Regions from separate parts of the Mus musculus genome. Here region 2 is linked to region 1. The links are chromatin contacts, called in public Hi-C maps. All regions are on one chromosome and are shown on one strand. Each heading gives the region's core, a stretch centred on a gene start, on an enhancer-like site or on the middle of the called end of the contact. The rest is flanking DNA. Distances are from core to core; before and after follow the strand shown.

The links. A called contact is a pair of places that touch in the nucleus more often than the background predicts.
Region 2: a Hi-C map of B cells shows a contact between it and region 1, with 6 read pairs. The contact joins the promoter of Cul5 here to the promoter of Alg9 in region 1. A contact is called at or near these places in 2 of 39 promoter capture datasets (erythroid cells and liver), 1 of 484 Hi-C or Micro-C datasets (B cells) and 1 of 115 datasets of contacts at active chromatin or transcription factors (astrocytes).

What each region holds. Positions count from the first base shown.
Region 1 is chr9:50,773,457-50,778,281 of GRCm38.p6, forward strand. Alg9 (asparagine-linked glycosylation 9 (alpha 1,2 mannosyltransferase)) reads left to right here and starts at 1,769. Exons shown (of 15, transcript NM_133981.2): 1 at 1,769-2,062; 2 at 3,088-3,223. The coding sequence starts at 1,929. Gm38476 (a long non-coding RNA gene) reads right to left here and starts at 2,083. Exons shown (of 3, transcript XR_379372.3): 1 at 1,421-2,083; 2 at 542-590.
Region 2 is chr9:53,664,838-53,669,651 of GRCm38.p6, forward strand. Cul5 (cullin 5) reads right to left here and starts at 2,670. Exons shown (of 19, transcript NM_027807.4): 1 at 2,201-2,670. The coding sequence starts at 2,224. Gm16124 (predicted gene 16124) reads left to right here and starts at 2,256. Exons shown (of 2, transcript NR_166653.1): 1 at 2,256-2,518.

The sequences.
Region 1 (4,825 bases), core at 519-3,018:
CAAACCCAGACACTATTGCAGATGCCAACAAGAGCTTGCTGACAGGAGCCTGATATAGCTGTCTCCTGAGAGGCTCTGCCAGTGCCTGACAAATACAGAAGTGGATGTTCACAGCCATCCATTGGACGGAGCACAGGTTCCCCAATGAAGGAGCTAGAGAAAGGACCCAAGGAGCTGAAGGGGTTTGCAGCCCCATAGGAGGAACAACAATATGAACTAACTTGTACCCCCAGAGCTCCCTGAGACTAAACCACCAATCAAAGAAAACACGTGGTGGGACGTGGGACTCATGGCTCTAGTTGCATATGTAGCAGAGCATGGCCTAGTTGGTCATCAGTGGGAGGAGAGGCCCTTGGTCCTGTGAAGGTTCTATGCCCCAGTGTAGGGGAATGCCAGGGCCAGGAAGCAGGAGTGAGTGAGTTGGTGAGCAGGGGGAGGGGGATTTTCAGAGGGGAAACCAGGAAAGGGGATAACATTTGAAATGTAAACGTAGAAAATATCTAATAAAAAACAAACAAACAAACCAACCAAACAAAAATACCCCTTCAGACTGGTGGCTGGTGACTTTATTGTAGTTCAGCTTTTTGATCCTGAGAAAAAAACAAACAAAACAAGTACTTCAATATATACACCACACTTTCAGTTCCTCTTTCTGACTTTGTGGAATTTATGAGCGTTTTATCACATGTGTTACACATTTGGGATTAACATCATGATACTGCTATCTTTCATCATTGGCTATTGAAGTCAGAGAACCCTAAGTGTCAGAGCTAGGCTTGACATTTGGGCCTGTCTGACCAAAGCGCTTCTCTGCTCACATCCTTACTGTTCTTTCCTTAGTCTTCATCAAAGGCTACATAAGGATACACGTGTGTTCTACTGGTTGGATGTGGGCTTGGTAATTAATGACTGTGTGTGGGAACTGGTGTATATGATCAGTCTCCATTTTTACGATGTAGGAAGTGGCATTATAACCTTTTGTTTAACTCTGTCAAGCTCAATGTTCCCTCTAGAATCCTGTATGCATTTCTACTGGTAGGCAGCACTGCTGTCAGGATTGGGTGAGCAATCTGCTGGAGTTGTCTTTGTAAAGGGTCTCTGTGAAAGGCCCCTGAAACCAAGTCTGGACGCCCCCCCCCCCCCTTAAAAAAAAAACCCGCTTCCAACAAGAGCTTCTCTTTTCTATTTTTTCCTTTCCTTTCCTTCTCTTTTCTTTCTCTTTCTCTCTCTCTCTTTCTTTTTTTGTTGTTAATGTAGTGAGAATAGTATGTGTTTGTAAAGGATTCTCAATTGGAATATAGCTCCTCCATTTATTACCCAAGCAACTTTGGACCTTGGTTTCCTTAGCAGTAAAGGCAAGGAGGCAGAGAGAATTAAAAAGCATGTATGAAAAAAAACCAAAAACAAACAAAAAAATCACCTCCAGCCAGCCGTGTTGTAGCAACGTCAGTGACATCTGCCTGCTTGAACGATCTGCGTAGCATTTCTTCAGGTTTTCACTTCTCAGTCTGAATCCTGGCCTCACTGGTTTGTCTCTTAGGAACTATTAGCTGCCTCCATCTCTCTCAACAAGACAAGGCAAGGTGTTAAATGTTAAAGCAACCTTTTAGAGACCTCTCCTTGGGTAGGCAGCTGTGCTATACCTCCACACACTACTACACTGTAGCGTTGGCAAGATGGAGTGCTGAGAAGTGGAGGAAGCAAATTATAAAGGAAGGACGAAATACCCAGAGTCAGAAGTAGGAGAGCAAGCGAAATCTGCCGTTCCGGCCTTCGCCTCAATTGGTCCATTGGCACAGTATTTCAGTTTTTATTGCGCATGTCGAGGCGTTTTGTCCCTCGGCGGACACCGTTTTCCAGCCAAGCAATGTCTGCGCCTTCGCCGATTTCGTAGCGTGCCGAGTTCTATCCTTTCCCCGACGCTGGGCATGGCGAGCCGAAGGGCCCGGCAGCGCCTCAAGGGTGGCGGCGGCGGTGGCGGCGGCGGTGGGGATGCGGGCCCGGCGGCGGAGAAGCTGGAACAGCTCGGCAGCCGGGAGGCAGGCGCAGAGCCGCGGCCAGAGTACGTGTGCGGTCGGAGGGCGTGGCCGGCGGGTGGGTCGGGCGGCTCCGGGGGTCTCCTCCAGGGCTCTGGCTCACCCGGAGGTCTCCGCGGGGGCTCTGGCTCACCCGGGGGTCTCCGCGGGGGCTCTGGCTCACCCGGGGGTCGGCTCCCCACCGGGCCTCTGCGCTCACCCGGGGGTCGGCTCTCCGTTGCGAGCTGGGGCTCTTTGCCTGGGGTCTGCTCTTTGCTGCGAGCCGTGCGGCTTTGCTCCTCGCCGGGGGTCTGCTTTCCGCCGGCATCTCGGCTGCCACCCGGCGCTCTTACTCCTGCCCCTCGTGGGAGCGTCCCACTTGGCGTCGATCATCGCCCCTCCGCAGCAGATCCCTGCATCTTTGCAGCCAGGGTCTGCCATGCTTCGGGTTCAAGTCCACACGAGCAGGCTTCGTGCTGGTAGAGTTAGCAGAACCTCTGTGAGAGCCCTTGGTATGCCTTTTACATCTGAGTCTCACTGCGGTTTACTGTTTTCTCCCTCCCTCTAGGCTTCCAGCCCTAGAACCCCTCAGCCTCGCAGCCGGTAGCCTGTAGGTTAGGTCTGCGTTAAAGTGGCTGTTAGTATATGGGAACAGAGGCGGTCTGCACGTGCGTCTTATATTAAGCCTCATTCATTTGAAGGAGGAGGGAAGAGATAAAGCCATGACAAGGAATGACTTTAAGGAAGAAATGGAGAGAGAGAGAGAGAGAGAGAGAGAGAGAGAGAGAGAGAGAGAGCACTGTGGTCTTCATGCGAGTGATTAGTTGGCTTGAGGTGAAACAGGCCAAGGTGTATGAATTAGTGTGTACCTTAGAAGCAGGAAGTGGACGGTGCGATTGGAAACGCAATTCCTTATTCACTCTCAAGGATAACAAAGCCTTAGTTCTTTTAGGTGAATGGTTTTATTGCGGCGCTGTCTTTTGCCATTCCTGTCTTTCCTGTCTGGGTTTTAGTCTTCCCTAGCAGGACCTTCCTGATAAGACGATTGATTTTGCTTTTTCCTTCTGGGCAGGTCTGGAAATAAAGCAGGGCAAGTCTGGGCCCCTGAAGGATCCACTGCTTTCAAGTGTCTGCTCTCAGCGAGGTTGTGCGCAGCCCTTCTGAGCAACATCTCGGACTGTGATGAAACATTCAACTACTGGGAACCAGTAGGTGATCTCGTTAGCTGGGCTTTAGTTTTTGCAATCCTAGGGATCTAACCCATGGTTTTGGGCATTTGAAGCAATACTTTATCAGTGGGCTACATCCCTCGCCCCTAGTTCTGGGATTTTGGCCTTTGATCTTGATTTGGTACTTAGGACAAATTAAACATGTAGAATGTAAGTGTGGAAAATATTAAAATACATTGTTTTCATTTTTATATCTTAAAAACTGTTGGTTTATGGTTGTAAGGAGGATTATAGTTCACATCCCAGCAGCTCAAATTTAGGCGACTTCAGCTCCAAGACAAAATATGACAGCCCAGCGTGGTGGCCCATGCCTTTAATCACAGCACTCTGGAGGCAGAGGCAGGCAGCTCTTATGAGTTCTAGGCCAGCCTGGGTTACACAGAGAGACCCTGTCTCAAAATAGAACTAATCTGATGTCCTCATCTGGTCTCTAGGCACACAAATGTATACCTACACTCATGCAGATATACTCGCAAATAAAATAGGTCTTAAAAGAAAGCCCATATTGTTGATTTAATTACTATTAAAGTCTATGACCTTTAGCTGGTATACTCAAAGGTGATATTTACAATTATCTTTTAAATGGTTTTGCAAGTCTAAGTAATACTTGTGGGTATAGGTTTTAAAGCTAATGATTACTCCAAAACTTGAGGGAAATAAACTTAGGCATTTTCCTCAGGTCAGTCCCATTTCTTAGACAGAAGCCACATTCTTCCACCTTTCTAAGTTTATTTCTTCTTATGTTTGCCAAAATTGTTGTGCTGGCTAGTTTTATGTCAGCTTGACACAGGCAGTCATTAGAAAAGGAGGGAGCCTCAACTGAGAAGATGCCTCCATGAGACCCAACTGTAGGGCAAGTCTGTAGGGCATATTCTTAGTTAGTGTTTGATGGGGGAGGGTCCTGCCTACTCTGGGTGGTGCCATCCCTGGGCTGGTGGTCCTGGGTTCTATAAGAAAGCAGGCTGAGCAAGCCACAGGGATCAAGCCAGTAAGCAGCACCCTCCATGGCCTCTGCCTGAGCTCCTGCCTCAGGTTCCTGCCCTGCTTGAGTTCCTGTCTTCACTGCATTTGATGATTAACTGTCACATGGAACTGAATTTCCATCTATTGGTTTGTCTTGTCCAACTTCGATGTGGTAGTTTTTGTTTTATCTTATTATATTTTATCTTGATTTTTTAAAAAAAATGAATGAATGAAAACCTAGCCACTAACATAAAGGTAAACTGTCATTTGTCCATATTGAGAGAGGGAAAATCAGTTTTGTCCAGTAAAGTGACACTGGATATACAACCACTCCAGGACAGGCCTCATGCTCAGGAGTAGTTGACCACCATATAATGGACTCCAGTTTTGTTGTGTGTGCTTTTATTTGGTTACAGTTTGGTGTTTGTTTGTTTGTTTTTCCCTTTTTGAGTGTGATTTAATCTCGTTTTCTTAGGTTTGTTGTTGTATTGAGTCTTTGATTCTTTTTTTCTTCTCTTTTTAAAAAGATGTATTTATTTACTATATGTAAGCACGCTGTAGCTGTCTTCAGACACACCAGAAGAGGGCATCAGATCTCATTATGGATGGTTGTGAGCC
Region 2 (4,814 bases), core at 1,420-3,919, 2.9 Mb after region 1:
ATAAAGTTTCTAATCTTATTTTCTCAAATGTACTAGTAGTTATTTCTCTGAATTCTGTCAACTATAAAAACAAAACAACCTAACCCCAAACAAATGAGACAAAACAAAAAAACCACCTTTCTGGAAGTCACAAGCAAGCTGAGATTTTCCCCCTGAAGGGGCTCGGGCTCATTATTCAGCATGTGTCAGGTACAGCTGGTAGATCTGGGACTGACTCACACTACTCTTGTCTGACCGATGGACATGCTAATTCTCTCTTTGGTAAAATCTACTTGCATAAGTCCAAGGCATTTCTCAAATAAGCCAATATACTAGTCCAACAAAAAATATGCTAATTTGGCCACTCCCCAGTAAGCTCTATAGCTACTCAAGGTAGTAACAGCCCTGAATTTAATAATCCCATATATTAAATCATAGACAGACCCTGGCTGGTCCTCACATATTCCAAAGACAAACTTCAGTCTCCCCATTTTATGATTAGTACTTTTCAAAATATGAGTATTTGGAATCCCTCTCCCCAAAAGTTCCAACAACTAAAATAGGTAAATGTTTGACAATGTAGAGATAACAGAATCAAATGTCTGTTTATTATGTCCTTCATATTACAACAGTACTAGCTATAGAAAATCAGACTATCAGCCAGGCCTTGTGGGGAACACCCAGAATCCTCTCTTAAGTTCAAGAGCAGCCTGGTCTACACAGTGAGTACCAAGATCAGGTAAAGCTACAAAGATCTTTTTGAAAATTCCTATTTCTGGCATCTGACTTCACTCAGTTGGTTACTGGTCTTTCCAGTATATTGTCATGAAGTTACAGTACTTCTTTTTCTCTCTTGCTTTGAGTCAGGCTCTAATGACAGCCCTGACTGGCCTGGATTCAGAGATCAGCCTGCCTCAGCTTCAAAAATGTTGGGACTAGGGCTGGTGAGATGGCTCAGTGGTTAAGAGCACTAACTGCTCTTCCTAGGTCCTGAGATCAAATCCCAGCAACCACATGGTGGCTCACAACCATCTGTACAGCTACAGTGTACTCATATACTTAAATAAATCTTAAAAAAAAAAAAAAAAGAGCGTTGGGACTAAAGGTATGTGCTACCATATTGGAATGCAGAGCTTTAAAAATCATCCTAGTTATCTTTACTCCTAGCTGGGTCAGGTAGGCCTTTTCATTCCCCTCAGCCTCAGTGTAGACAATGGATTTCTGTGACTTCAAGGCCAGCTAGGTTACACAGCAAGTTCTGGCAAGACGGGTCCAATGAGACCCTTTTTTAGGGGGGAGGGAGCATTATCTATTATTATCTATTATTATTATTATTAATTCACACAGCCTGCGAACATAGTGTTTATGTCCCCTCAGGTAATCACTAGTCCCATATTTCAGTTAGTAAGTTCAGGTCAGAATTCTTACTAAAAAACACAAACTCGCCTCAATTGTCTTCCTCAATCCTCATTTTTTTAGAGATGATTCTACATAACCTGCTCGCCCTGGGACTCTCCTGGCATTTACAACTTTTCAATGCTTTCTTTAAATGAAAACTTTTCTACACCCTAAAAGGATGGACAGCAGCACTTGATCGGGTGCCATCGATGTCCTATAAGGGAGGTCAGGATTGGGAGACAGTTCCTCAAGGGACAGAGAAAAGGTGGAAATAGACGGCCAGGCGTGAGAGAACTGGTGGGAAGGTGTGACATTCAGAGAAGGGAGGAAAGAGGTGAAGTGGCAGGCAGGCACTGCTGTCTAACTCACAGTTCCTGCAGAGTGCGAACAGAAATTAAGGAATGGGGTTGGGGGAGCATGGGGGGACCAGCCATTGAAACCTGCTAGGCAGCATTTTGCTGGGATTTTTTTCCCCTATTATGTCTTTGACACTCCATTCAGAAGGGACGGGCCCCAAGAGTCACAATGATGGGTTGGTGCGGCCCAGCGACACTGCTCTCGCTCCCAGCCGGGGTTGGTCCCTTGAAAGCATCGCTGCGAGTCGGTGAGCCGGCGGGAGGAACCCACCAGGTCCTCTGGACCCCCGAGGCCAGGGCCCGGCGTCGGGGTGCTCGGGCAACAGCCACCCCGGCTCATTCCGGTGGACAACCCCGAACCGCTCTCCTCATACACATCTTGCCGCTCCCACGGAGCCCGGTCCTTCCCCGGGAGCCGAGCGCATCGATGGCCGGGCAAAAGCCCGGCTGCAGCCGGGGGGACTTACCTTTAACAGATTAGACGTCGCCATGTTCTCAACTTGGACTCTCGCGAGACGGGGCGAGACTTGGCGGCGCTCGGGGCCAGGCCTCCTCGAGAGGCCGGGGTTCCCAGCAGGACCCCGCAGGCCGCGGCGGGGGATGCGGGGGACGCCGGAGCGGCGTGCCGTCAGCGCCGAGCTCGTCCCGGGCAGCCGTGCTTCCTCGGGCTTTCCAGCTACATGGTCACCCCGGCCTGCCCACGCGAGAGAGCGCATGCAAACGCTTGAGGAGACGCGAGCGGCGAATGGTGGGAAGGGACCGGGAGCCGACCAGACCGGGAAGAGGTAGTAGCCACTTCCTCGGGCCTCCCCAGCTCGCCTTCGCTTCTGCCGCTGGGCTTGCACCCGCTTGGGCCGCCGGCAACGACTTTATCTCGGCTTAGGGCCCGCACCTCAGGGTCCGTGGCGGCGTCACGTGACGCGGCGGGCGGGGGCGTGCTCGGGAGCAACCCAGGCGACAGCAAGCCACTGGGTCCCGAGGCCCGCGCGGAGGGTGCGAGCGCGCCCTCTGCTGGCTGGAGCCGGCGCAGCCCTCACGCGCTCGCCCCAGATCGGAATGGCTATTCAGAGCTCAGGATTAGATTAGCCTGGAAGGCTTCTTACTGCTGTCCTCAGGAAATGCTGACTGAGAGAAGGCGCCCAGTCAATTAATAAATGATGCACAAACGTACTGTTATTCCTATAAACAAAAAAAAAAACCCTGCTTGTTCAAGAAGTGATTGTTAATCTTGGGTTCCTTAAGACATATCCTAGAGCACCCTATAGTATTTTCTCCAAATTGCATCGCTTCTGATCACGAATCTCTGATCAAGGGAAGAGAATGTAATTTATACAGGGATCTCTCAGGTTAGCTGTTATTTAATGCATTATGCAAGTTCCTAATACTACCCTTTGGGGGTTTTAGTTGCTTGGTTGGTTGGTTGGATTGGTTTTTGACAGTTTCTCTATGTAGCCCTGGCTGTACTGAAACGCCATCTGTAGACCAGGCTGGTCTTGAACTCGGAGAGTGGAGGTAGGTGCCTCTGCCTCCCAAGTGTTGGGATTAAAGGTGTGGGAAACCACCACCTGGTATCAAATTTGTTTCTTTGAAACTCATCTCTCACTGTCCAACAATTTTAGTCTCAGTACTCAAAGCAGAGGCAAGAGGATCTCCGTAAGATTGGGGACAGCCTGGTCTACAGAGCAAGTTTCAGAACAGCTAGGTCAAAAAACCCAAGAAAACAAAAGTTTCTCAAACGTTGCTAGTGCATTCTTTATATTAATATAACCTGGGGTGCTACTTAGAAAAGCAGACTTTCAGGCTCCACTCTGAAGGATTTTATTTCATATATTATGCCTGAAAACTCCTTTTGCCCCAAGCATTCCAGGTAGCTATGTTTAAAGAAGACTTTCTATGTATTCTTGGATGGCCAGGAATTCTGTATGTAGACCAAGTTGACCTAGAACTCTAGAGTTCTGCCTGCCTCTGCCTCCAGAGTGACTGGTGGGATTATAGGTATACGCCTCCCTCGGAAAAGGCCAAGAGTTCTTTATATCTGCTTCGTGCTGGGTGTGGTGGAGCATGCCTTTAATCCTAGCACACTCTTAAGTTCCAGGCCAATTAGAGCTATAAAGTGAGACCCCTATCTAAACAATATAGCACTTAAAGTGAGTTAAGATTTGCTACTTTAGGACTGAAGAGATAGCTCAGTGGTTAAGAGCACTGACTGCTCTTCCATAGGTCCTCAGTTCAATTCCCAGCAACCACATGGTGGCTCACAACCATCTGTAATGGGATCCAATGCCCTCTTCTGGTGTGTCTGAAGACGGCTACAGCGTACCCATATGCATAAAATAAATAAATCTTAAAAAAAAAATCTGCTACTTCACAATGGGCCTTAGTTATCTTGTTTGTGAAATTAGTATTAAAACATCTATAGCATAGTGCTATGGCAAAAATTAAATGTAAAGGCTAGAGAGATGGCCCAGTATACTCACATACATTAAAAATAAAATAAAATAAAAAGGGTATCATAGTCCATTAAAAAAATAAAAATGACAAAACCGGGTGTGGTGCCGCTCGCCTTTAATCCCAGCACTTGGGAGGCAGAGGCAGGTGGATTTCTGAGTTCAAGGCCAGCCAGGGCTACACAGAGAAACCCTGCCTCAAAAAACACAAAACAAACAAACAAACAAGACATGATTCTATTCATTTTTGGTTTTGTTCTGTTGTTTTTCACAACAGAAAGATTTCTCTGTGTAGCTCTGACTCTCCTGGAACTCGCTCTTTAAACAGGATGGCCTTGAACTCGGAGATCTGCCTGCCTCTGTCTCCTGAGTGCTGGGATTAGAGTTTGCCACCACCTCAGCTGATTCCATACATTTTAATAGATTAATTACTGAATGCTGGAATTTATCACTCATGGCAGAAACCTTAAGTATTAATTAAACATTGTGAAAAGAACAGTGAAGAAGAAAAAAAAAGCCAAGGATGCAAAAATAGAAGGGAGAATAGTCCAGAGAGATGACTCGGGTAAAAAAATATACCGGCTGTCTGGAAAGATCCAGTTCTGTGGGGGATCTAATGCTTCCGGCCTCCGAG